2 separate regions of the Capra hircus genome follow, and region 1 is linked to region 2. The links are chromatin contacts, called in public Hi-C maps. All regions are on one chromosome and are shown on one strand. Each heading gives the region's core, a stretch centred on a gene start, on an enhancer-like site or on the middle of the called end of the contact. The rest is flanking DNA. Distances are from core to core; before and after follow the strand shown. Region 1 holds the start of NOP9 (nucleolar protein 9). Region 2 holds the start of LOC102169480 (dehydrogenase/reductase SDR family member 4).

Region 1 (4,805 bases), core at 2,212-4,711, 230 kb after region 2:
TTATGGTATCAAAAAGAAGGCCAGCCTCAGGCAATGCAGAGGAAAGGCACAAGTATGTGTGTGAGAGGTGAGAGGAGGTGTTGGTGCGCTTCCAGCAGGGTCCCAGAGTAACCTTCGCTTTGGAGAATTCATCAGGGCTCTGGCGCCAGGGTCTGGGCCTTTGCTTTGCAGGCTCAAAACCCTGACCAAAAGAGATGAGAGTGTGGAAGGCCCCTCTCTTTAGAGAGCTAAGGACATGGGTGTTGCCAATTTCTAGCTCTTTGGGTTTTCTTGACTCTTGGTTGACCATCTCCCTCTCCTCACAACATTTATTCCACTTTGGAAATGACAAGTGGATTGTAATCCTGCTTCCCTGGGATTGCCACTAGAAGCTGAGGGTTCCTTAGATGCTTTAGATGTAGATTTGCATATAATCTCTGGGTGACTCCCACAGGTGGCTGATCACATCCATGCAGGATAGTTTCTGAGAGGTGCCCTCTTCCCAACAATAAACACAGACATGAAGGATGTATGTCATGCTGGGTGAACTGTAAATGCTGTTTCATCTCATTCCTTTTCCAGATGTAGGTGAAACCCCTGCCCTCTCTACTCACACCTGGAACACTCTTGCCTGTAGGCCTGGAGAGAGGAGGGGAAGGCTAAGATGGCTGGCACTCAGTCTTCCTCACTGACCTTCTGCTGATCTAAAACAAAACAATTCTTTCCTCTAGTCATGTTTGGACATACCGACTATAGGTGGCATGCTTTACCGAAGGAAAGAGGCTTCCTTATGGATCATGCATTTGGACAAGCAGAGAGTGAGACAGGAGAGCCGGCAAGGGCAAGTTCAGATGAAAACTACTGACAGAAACAAGGCAGAAGTTGACGTTCCTGGGTCCAGATTCACCTGGTTGAAACTTCTTCAGAGGTCAGTGGACAAATAGAACAGATGGGAGAAGAAGGAGACGAGGAGATCAGAAGGAAAAGGAGAGGACACTTGTTAATGTTTGGCTGAGTGACTGAGGGGAGCCCAGGCTCTTAGGTGGGTGGCCGGGGAAGCACCTACCTGAGTCCAACGTTGTTGATGTCATCCCAAATGGAGGCGGGGCTTTCCCAGAATGACTTATTGGAGTTGTTCAGGATCGACTGGAAGGCACAGGGAGAGAGATGAATAGTATGCTCTGGAGGCAAGAAGGGGCTGGATAATGGAAGGGACAACCAGTGGGGATGAGGACTCAGAGCTCAGAGGGGTAGGTCCGAAGTGTGAAGCTGGGGTCAAAGTTCGAAAAGCACCTGGACCCCAGCATAGGCATTGTTGACCAGCACATCCAGACGTCCTTGCTGTTCTCGATCCACCTGCTCAAACAGGTTTCGCACTTCACTCTCCTGGCTTGAATCACATACCACGGGCACACACCGGCCTCCCCGGGATTGCGCCTGGAGAGGGACAGAAGGGATATGAGCTCCGAGCTGCACAACGTGAGACAGAACTCAGCTCCCGTCAGCCCCAAGGTGGGAGCTAAGGCAGTTCTAGGACTCAGGCAGGAGCCTGAGGCAGGAGCTGAGGCAACATGGTGGGCAATACTGCCCTCTGGTGTCTGTTTGAGGAGTTTCAGTGATGCTAGGTACTGTCGTAGGGCAAGCGGGATAGGGAATCCCGGGTTTAAAATTTGCAGACATTTTCTGAGGGCTACTATGTTCAAGGCACTGTATCACTCTGCATGTGGAGGCCGAGGGACAAACAGGCTTGGAGGTTCCTTGAGAAAGGAGTTCTTTTCCTTCATTCTTAGTCATGTCCATCTCTTGTGCTCTTAGCTCCCACCCTTCACCACTCATCTGGAATCTCAACTCAATCCCAGCCTTCTTACCCTCTCTCCACCAACACTGCTGCCCGGTAAATGAAAAAACAAAGCTCTCAGACATGAACTATCTCTACTTCCTATTCTGCCTCACCTTCTACAAATGTGTCCCCTCCTCTCACGTCAGAGAAAGAAGAAGAGTTTATTCAAGAACAATCTTCATATCCTGAAGATTCATGCTCTGGGCCCCACCCTCTGACCTCCCTGCCTAACTGCTCACTCACCTTTCTAGTACATTCTGGACTCACTTATTGCTTATCATGTTCATATTCATTACTTTCATCTCATCACTGCCTGTATTCACATTACATTGAAATGATCCATTTCTGCCTTAGACTTCAGAGCAAAAGTTATGTCTAACTAAATTTGGTAACTCCACTGTTTCACCCAGTGCCTAGCAAATAAAAGGCACCCCCAAATTTATTTAACTGAAATTCAGAAAACATACAATTCAATAAAATCTTAACAAGAAAAGAGAAAGAGCACAGGTCCACAACTCTTGAAATGCAATTCCAAAATCCCTAAAGCTCTCAAATAAAGTTGTTGTTGTTTTTTTTCATAAAATTCACTTAATGGCAAAATGTGCCCTGATCTGAAGTTACTTATGGGGTTTACTTATCCCACTTAGAATAAATGTTCATGTTTATTGAGGAATATTTTGGTTTCAGGTAAGGGATTAAGAGGAGTAGTTAATGGAAAGAGCTCCCTCAGGTGGTTTCTGCCCCCAGGGACTCCAGAGGAAGCACTCACCTCCTGAGCAGTGGCCTGCAGCGTGTCCAGGTGGCGGCCAGTGATGTAAACTGTAGCGCCTGCTTGGCAGAGCTGCAAAGCGATGCCCCTGCCAATACCCCTGGAGGCACCAGTCACCACGCACACCTGGCCCTTCATGGTAGCTGGCATGACTCAGCAAGCAAACGGGTTAAATCTGTGGAACCAAGGACTTGCTCTGAGGGAAGCCTGCAGACTGCGTTATTCGGAGGGGGGGCGATCCTATAGAGGTAGGAAGGGGAGCCAAGGTTGAGATCCTTTGATGGGGAGAGAAGTTTCTGAGAGGAATAACTAGCGCAGGCCCGGGACAAGGTTAGCTGTCCCTTTTGGGAGACCAAGGAGGGAAGAAGGGGTCTGCGTGGGGCTGTTCAGGCCGGCCACCTACTGGGACTCTGAGTGGGACTGTGGCGGGGCAGTCCCTCTCGGCACGTCTTGCAGAGTCCTGAGCTACGGAGTTCAGGCCCCTTGCCCAGAGGTGCGGCTTCCGCGTGGAGGGTTGCAGCGAGGCCCAGGGGCCCTGAGCCCGATGTGTACGGAGCTCGAACTCCATACCTGCCACCTGTGCTGCCGCTGGAGTCCTCGCGCCGTCTGGCTCACAAAGTTCTCGAAGTCGAGGAGTTTTAATTCTGGTCGCAGGGACGGGACAAGAAGTCAAGAGGACGACGGTCGAGTGGAAGTTCACATTCCGGTCCAGTTTCCGCAGGAGACTCGGAGGATCGGGTCAAAGAGTACGACACGCAGGAGCCTGGACAAGGGGCGGAGGCCAGGACCCACCAGCCGGGCGGGGCGATCCAGAGACTCAGCCACGCCTTCACCAGAGAGGCCGTCGCGAGGCTATGACGTATAATGCTGCGCCTTAAGCGCGGCGGCGTGTCTAAACTCTGCTGGGCCCAGGCCCGCACCCTGCTGACTGAGGTTCCCTCAGCGGCTAAGGCAGCTTTTCCGGGCGGAGCGGCCCCGACGCACCCATGGGCTTGGGTCCGCGTTCCCCCCACAAACAGGGGCGCCGGTTCCCAGCTGGCGGAAAACGAGGGCGCGGGGCCAAGGGCTCGGGGCGCCCCCCACCAGGCCGCCAGCGACATCCCTGCCCGCCTCCGGATGGGCGCTCTGAGCCGGCCCCAGATGCGCACCTTCACCTGAGCCCAGAAGCTCTGGGGTATTTCCGCCGGGCTCTGTCCGCGCTGAAAGAGGCCCCAGAGACGGGAGAAGAACGAGGTAGGGAGCAACTTGGGGAGAGGGATCAAGGGAGGAACTGGTTGGGCATAAAATTCAAGACAGTTAAGGACGATTTCGTGGGTCCCCAGGGTGTGAGGACTTAGTTTCATCTCCCCTAAGGCATAACCTTATCCTCTCATTCTCTTTAATGTATTTCTTGTTTTTTTCAGAGCTGATGGTGCACAATGTTTTGAAGGAAGTGGAAGCTCAGGCCCTAGCCTTGGCCACAAACCGGACTGGCAGTGAGATGCTGCAGGAACTGTTGGGGTTCAGCCCCCGGAAGCCGTTGTGTCGAGTATGGGCCGCTCTGCACTCCAATTTGCGCTTTGTGGCCTGTCATCGATGTGGGGTCCACGTTTTGCAAAGCGCTTTGCTGCAGCTGCCTCGATTGCTAGGGAGCCCTGCAGAGGAGGAAGAGGAGGAGGAGGAGGATGGGAAGGATGGTCATGTGGAGACCCTGGAGGAGCTGGTCCTGGGACTAGCTGCTGAGGTCTGTGATGATTTTCTTTTCTATTGTGGAGACACACATGGCAGCTTCGTGGTCAGAACTTTGCTGCAGGTATTGGGAGGGACTCTTCTGGAGTCTGAGAGAGCCAGGCACCGTGGCTCCCAGTCACCTGGTAAGTATTACAAGAAAGGGGTGTGGACCTCCAGGGAAGGAGAGTTTAGGAAGTTCAGAAGGAGAGAGTAAGCAGAAGATTTCTTCATGTCCTTGAAGAATTAGCAGTGAAATTAGGACAAGGATATAGCAGGCCAAAGATTAGTGGGCATGGAGGCCCAGAGGTGAGGATGCCTATGTGTGTTTAGGGGACAGCTGTTAGAAGAATGGGGGTAAGTGGAAGAGGTTATTCACTTGAGCATTGCCTCTCAAATTTTTTTTAACTACAGCTCACAGTAAGAAAACAATTTTCAAGCATCATTCAATATACATGTGTGTGTATATACACATATTGGATTCAAGCCAAAGGTCAGGAAGCAAGACCC
Region 2 (4,756 bases), core at 1,304-3,803:
TGAGTCAATGACCAAAATGGAATAGCTATAGCAAGATGCAGGACTTGAATTCTACCCCAGGTGAACTTCCTTCTGGACTACAGTCAGCCTTTGAGGAAGATGAGAGTGCAGTCCTCAATCACAGAGGCATCTCCTCAAGATCTGCAGATGGTCCCACCTCCATATAAGAATAACCCCATTACCTATTAAAATCCCCACTTAAAAGAGACTCCTACACATTTATGTATTTTCCCCCCAAATTTCCTACCCTCTTCTCCAACAAACCAGCTTGATGAGTAGTAGAAGCTGAAGACTTCCACCCTTTTTGCTTTCCTTCTACATTTTTCTGTTCACAGATTCCACTCCCCCAATATCTGCGGCATTCTCTGGAGGCCAAATACACCCCCCCCGCCCCCCCCGCCCCCCCCCCCCCCCCCCCCCCCCCCGCCCAGCCCCAGACAAGGAGGCTATGTGCTGTTCACGAGCTCCCAGGCCAGAATTCTCCTTTCCCCAAACTCTTTGCTCTTTGAGAGGGCTTCTCTTGTGGCGGAGCGCGGGCTCTAGAGCATGTAGGCTCAGTGGTTGTGGCACAAGGGCTTAGTTGCCCCGAGGCTTGTGGTGTCTTAAGGCAGATTCTTAACCGCTGGACCACCAGAGAAGGCCTTCAAACCTTTTGCTCTTTGGGGTGTGACCTCCCTCAGCCTCCACACACCCCCCGCAACCCCCTGCTAACCTCAGCCCCTGGATTTGGCGGCTCATCTCTGGACAGGAAGTGGAGAGAGATCAAATATGCCTTACAGGCCTGTCCCTTTGAGCCAAAGCCCTGAGAGGCTCTGCTTCAGTCCTAAATCCCCTCCCCCAGCCCCACAGGCAGGTAGCAAGCCCTGGGAAGTGTTCCCACAGTGCATTAGCTCTGAACAGGTCAGGAAGAAGAGGAGTGTCATGCTATCCAGCCTCTGTTGTCAATAATTCATGAGGTTCAGACTGAGGGGCACCAGTCAGAGTCAGTTTTCCCCACACATGGGGAAAATTAGACTCAAGCTCTCTTATCTCATCGAGATGTGCTGAATATCACAGCTATATAACATCTCGATTGAGGAATAAACTATAAATCCAGTGCATGTTTGTTATATCATTCACTACTCATACACTTTTAGATGCTGAAATCTTTTTGGCTGCTCAGCTGACCTACACATATACTACCTGAACCTTTAGCAAGTATGAATTCTGTTAAACAGCAATCCCCGGAACTGAATTTCGCAGACCGGGATTCTCTCTCCTCTAATTGTAGGGATTGACATCAGGTTGCCAGACTGGTGATTTCACCAACTAACAACCCTTTTCTTAACCTACCCATCTGCTTTCATCATATTCTCTTAACAGAAAGACTAACACCAAAAAATAATTAAAAAGAGCAAAAGCATATCCCAGAATAAAGGACTATCTCTTAAATTAAATAAGCTTAGTTTTATGAAACACTGTATTTTCATTTTTTGCCTTGAACTAGTGAAAACTTTGCCTTGGATCTACACAGCTTCTCAGTCTGGCATTTGGAGGCCACAGGGTTAAACCAATTCAGATGCTGACACTGGGTCTGCCGGGCCTTTCTTCAGTGTATCATAAGCCATCCAGATTTATTAATTCTCCCAGAAACCCAGGAGGGAGATCATTTCAGCCCACTTGGCAGAAGTAGGGGCTGAAGTCTTGGACACAGAATTTTATAGCTGGAGAGGACCTTATCTATCATCTACCCCAGCACCCTCAGCTTACAGATGGAGAGCTTGGCTTGTGGCAGCAATAATAATTACTCTATGGTGGCAATAATTACTATGTGTTTAGTAGTTCAAAGTTCATAAAATGCTTTTACATTCAACAAATATTTATTGAACTAGGATGGAGGCTAAGACCTGGGGACACAGTGATTATGGAGAACTTGAGTGCTCCTGAGTGCTCTGAATTTCCACCACTGGTTAGGGGACACTCTAGCCTCCTTGCTACCACTTAGGCCTAGAGAAGTCCTCTAGAGTGGAGGATATAAGAGATCCTGTCAGGTCAGGATCTTTAATTCTGCACACTGGTTACCCCCGGTGATCAGAGTCTACCCTCCAGGCCTATGGGGATGGAGGAGAACTTGAGCCAGAGTGAAGGGCAGTGCAGGCCTAGCCCTGCTCCTCTCCATCAGGTGTCTCCCGTAGGCTCCTCCAGGCTCCCCTGAGACCCTCAGGAGGAGCCTCACCCCCATGAGCAATCTCAAAACATCTGGCCTCCTTTGGGCTGTCACAAACGTGGACCCAGACTTTCTCGGAAAACAAAACCCACCTTGAAGTTCTAGGAAGCAAAAGCAAACAGTTAAAGTCCCCTCTGCCCAAGAACTGACGTGGGCAAGCAGAGGTGGGAGGAGGAGAGGGAGGACAAGGAAGTCTACGAGCTCCCCGAGGTGGGGAGGGCCCCACAGGGAACCGGAACCGACAGCACCGTCCCAAGTCGTGCCGGCCCGGGAGAGCAGGGGATCTAGGGGCGCGGCGGCCACAAACGGCAGGGGGCGCTCTTGGCCACGGCCGGCTCCCCTGGCCTAGGGCCCGCGCGGAGCGGGAGGAGCTGTCCCGATCTAGGGCTCAAGAGGGGCGGGGAGACGGGATCCTGGAGCCAGAAGCTGGGAGGGGAGCGGGCCGCCGAGCCAGGAGGCGATTCACTCTTCGCCTTGCCCCTCGCCCTGCCCCACTGTCACATCCCCTGGGCGGTGCAGAACCCTGAACCCGCCGGCGCCATGCTGAAGGTGCCACTGCCTTTGGGTGCCTGTGCGCGGTCGTGGAAGTCGGTCCGGATGGCCAGCTGCGGGATGGCGCGCCGGAACCCGCTGGAGAATAAGGTGGCCCTAGTAACGGCCTCCACTGACGGGTGAGTGCCCGAGTGAGTCTCTGAGTCCCCCGTTGTCTGCAAACAGGTGATACCCCTTGTCCTTGGCCTCCCGCGCCCTCTCTTCAGCCCTCCCGTGCGGCCAGAGCTGGCCCTGGAAGAAAGGCAGCACGTGGTTGGCCTGCAGCCCCCTTCAGATTCCGCTCCCCCCACCTTTGCAGTTAACAGCGCTCTTGTCACTGCCGCCCCTGGCTCGGGTCCGCCGCCTTGGCGTTGCCCCTCACCCTACCCCGTCTATCCTGCCTCCTGGGGTTCTGGGCCGCCCCAATCAACTGGCTCCACCTAGAGTCTGGGAAGACCAGAGGCCGGAAGTCCAAGACAGTCCAGATTTCAAACACCCTATGCACTGCCTACACCGACTGTGGAAATGTTCCAGACACCCCCACTGTGGCACCCCCAGGAGCCTCACAGAACTTTGCCCCTTCCCTAGAGGGGACGCAAGTCATGTGTCCAGGTTCTTGTTTAGTTCAGTATACTGTGGCCTCTCTTGCCCAGCCTGTTTCTTACCAGCCACTGTTACCTACCCTGTTTCTCATTCCCACAGACCCCTGCTAGATGCCAGCTCTTCACAAAGTTAGAATACATATAAATGGGGAAACCTGGAGAAGGCAATGGCACCCCACTCCAGAACTCTTGCCTGGAAAATCCCATGGACGCGAGAGCCTGGTAGGCTGCAGTCCATGGGGTCGCACAGAGTGGGGCACGACTGAGGCGACTTGGCAGCAAATGGCTAACAGGTGCAAAATGTGCGACCCTGGGGGTTTCCCTGGAGGTCCAGCGGCTGAGACTCCATGCTCTCAATGCAGGAGCCCCAGGTTTAATCCCTGGTCAGGGAACTAGATCCCACATGGACCAACCAAGACCCATATAGCCAGGTAGATAATTTTTTTTTAATGTATGACCCTTTCTCCTATGAATGTAAAAAATTTATGTTCATAACCAGAGACCCCCAGTTTCATATGTACTCCAAAATATAACTAGTCAGTTCAGTTCTGATGCTGGGAAAGATCGAAGGCAGGAGAAGGGGATGACAGAGGATGAGGTGGTTGGATGGCATCACTGACTCAATGGACATGAGTCTGAGTAAACTCCAGGAGTTGGTGATGGACAGGGAGGCCTGGGTGCTGCAGCCCATGGGGTCGTAAAGAGTCGGACACGACTGAGCAACTGAACTGAACTGACTGAACCAGAGACCCCGTTTCATATGTACCCCAAAACATAACTAACAATAGAATATTGAGATGATGTAGACTACTGTCCTGAGGAAACTATTTAGGGGTAAAGGCTTTTCTGAGAGAGACTCTCCAATCATGGAAATCACTGCTGCTTGCTATACCCCTAAGTCATTTCTCTCTCCCCAGTCCCTATAGGGTATGGAGCCTATGATAACACCTATGGAAGGTGTTATCACTTCCTGGGAACCTAGACTGAGGGCCAAAACCATAATAAAAGTAGTAAACCAGTGCCAAAAAGATGCTAAGCATGTCCATCTGTATGGTAATGGCTGTGCCATTAATCCTAACAGGTGGAGGTCCTACAGAAAGCAGCCTGACTTAAGAGCCCATGCTCTCCCCCTCTTCCTGTACCAAGCTTAAAAGTCCTTCTCTCTCTCTGCCCACAGGATCGGTTTTGCCATCGCCCGGCGTCTGGCGCAGGACGGGGCCCACGTGGTGGTCAGCAGCCGGAAGCAGCAGAATGTGGACCGGGCAGTGGCAGCACTGCAAGGGGAGGGGCTGAGCGTCTCGGGCACCGTGTGCCACGTAGGGAAGGCTGAGGACCGGGAGCGGCTGGTGGCCACGGTAAGCAGCAGACATACAGGTCCAGAGCCATGAGACAGCAGAAAGGAGGCAGCCTGCGCTGG

Evidence for each region. A called contact is a pair of places that touch in the nucleus more often than the background predicts.
Region 1: a contact with region 2 is called in a Hi-C map of blood, with 5 times the contacts expected there. The contact joins the promoter of NOP9 here to the promoter of LOC102169480 in region 2. A contact is called at or near these places in 2 of 5 Hi-C or Micro-C datasets (both in blood).

Annotation. Positions count from the first base shown.
Region 1 is chr10:80,558,043-80,562,847 of ARS1.2, forward strand. It overlaps NOP9 (nucleolar protein 9), which reads left to right and starts at 3,462. Exons shown (of 10, transcript XM_013966828.2): 1 at 3,462-3,821; 2 at 3,992-4,441. The coding sequence starts at 3,575. DHRS1 (dehydrogenase/reductase SDR family member 1) reads right to left here and starts at 3,369. Exons shown (of 9, transcript XM_005685209.3): 1 at 3,159-3,369; 2 at 2,589-2,828; 3 at 1,273-1,416; 4 at 1,046-1,125. The coding sequence starts at 2,738.
Region 2 is chr10:80,332,137-80,336,892 of ARS1.2, forward strand. LOC102169480 (dehydrogenase/reductase SDR family member 4) reads left to right here and starts at 2,554. Exons shown (of 8, transcript XM_005685235.3): 1 at 2,554-2,877; 2 at 4,517-4,694. The coding sequence starts at 2,747.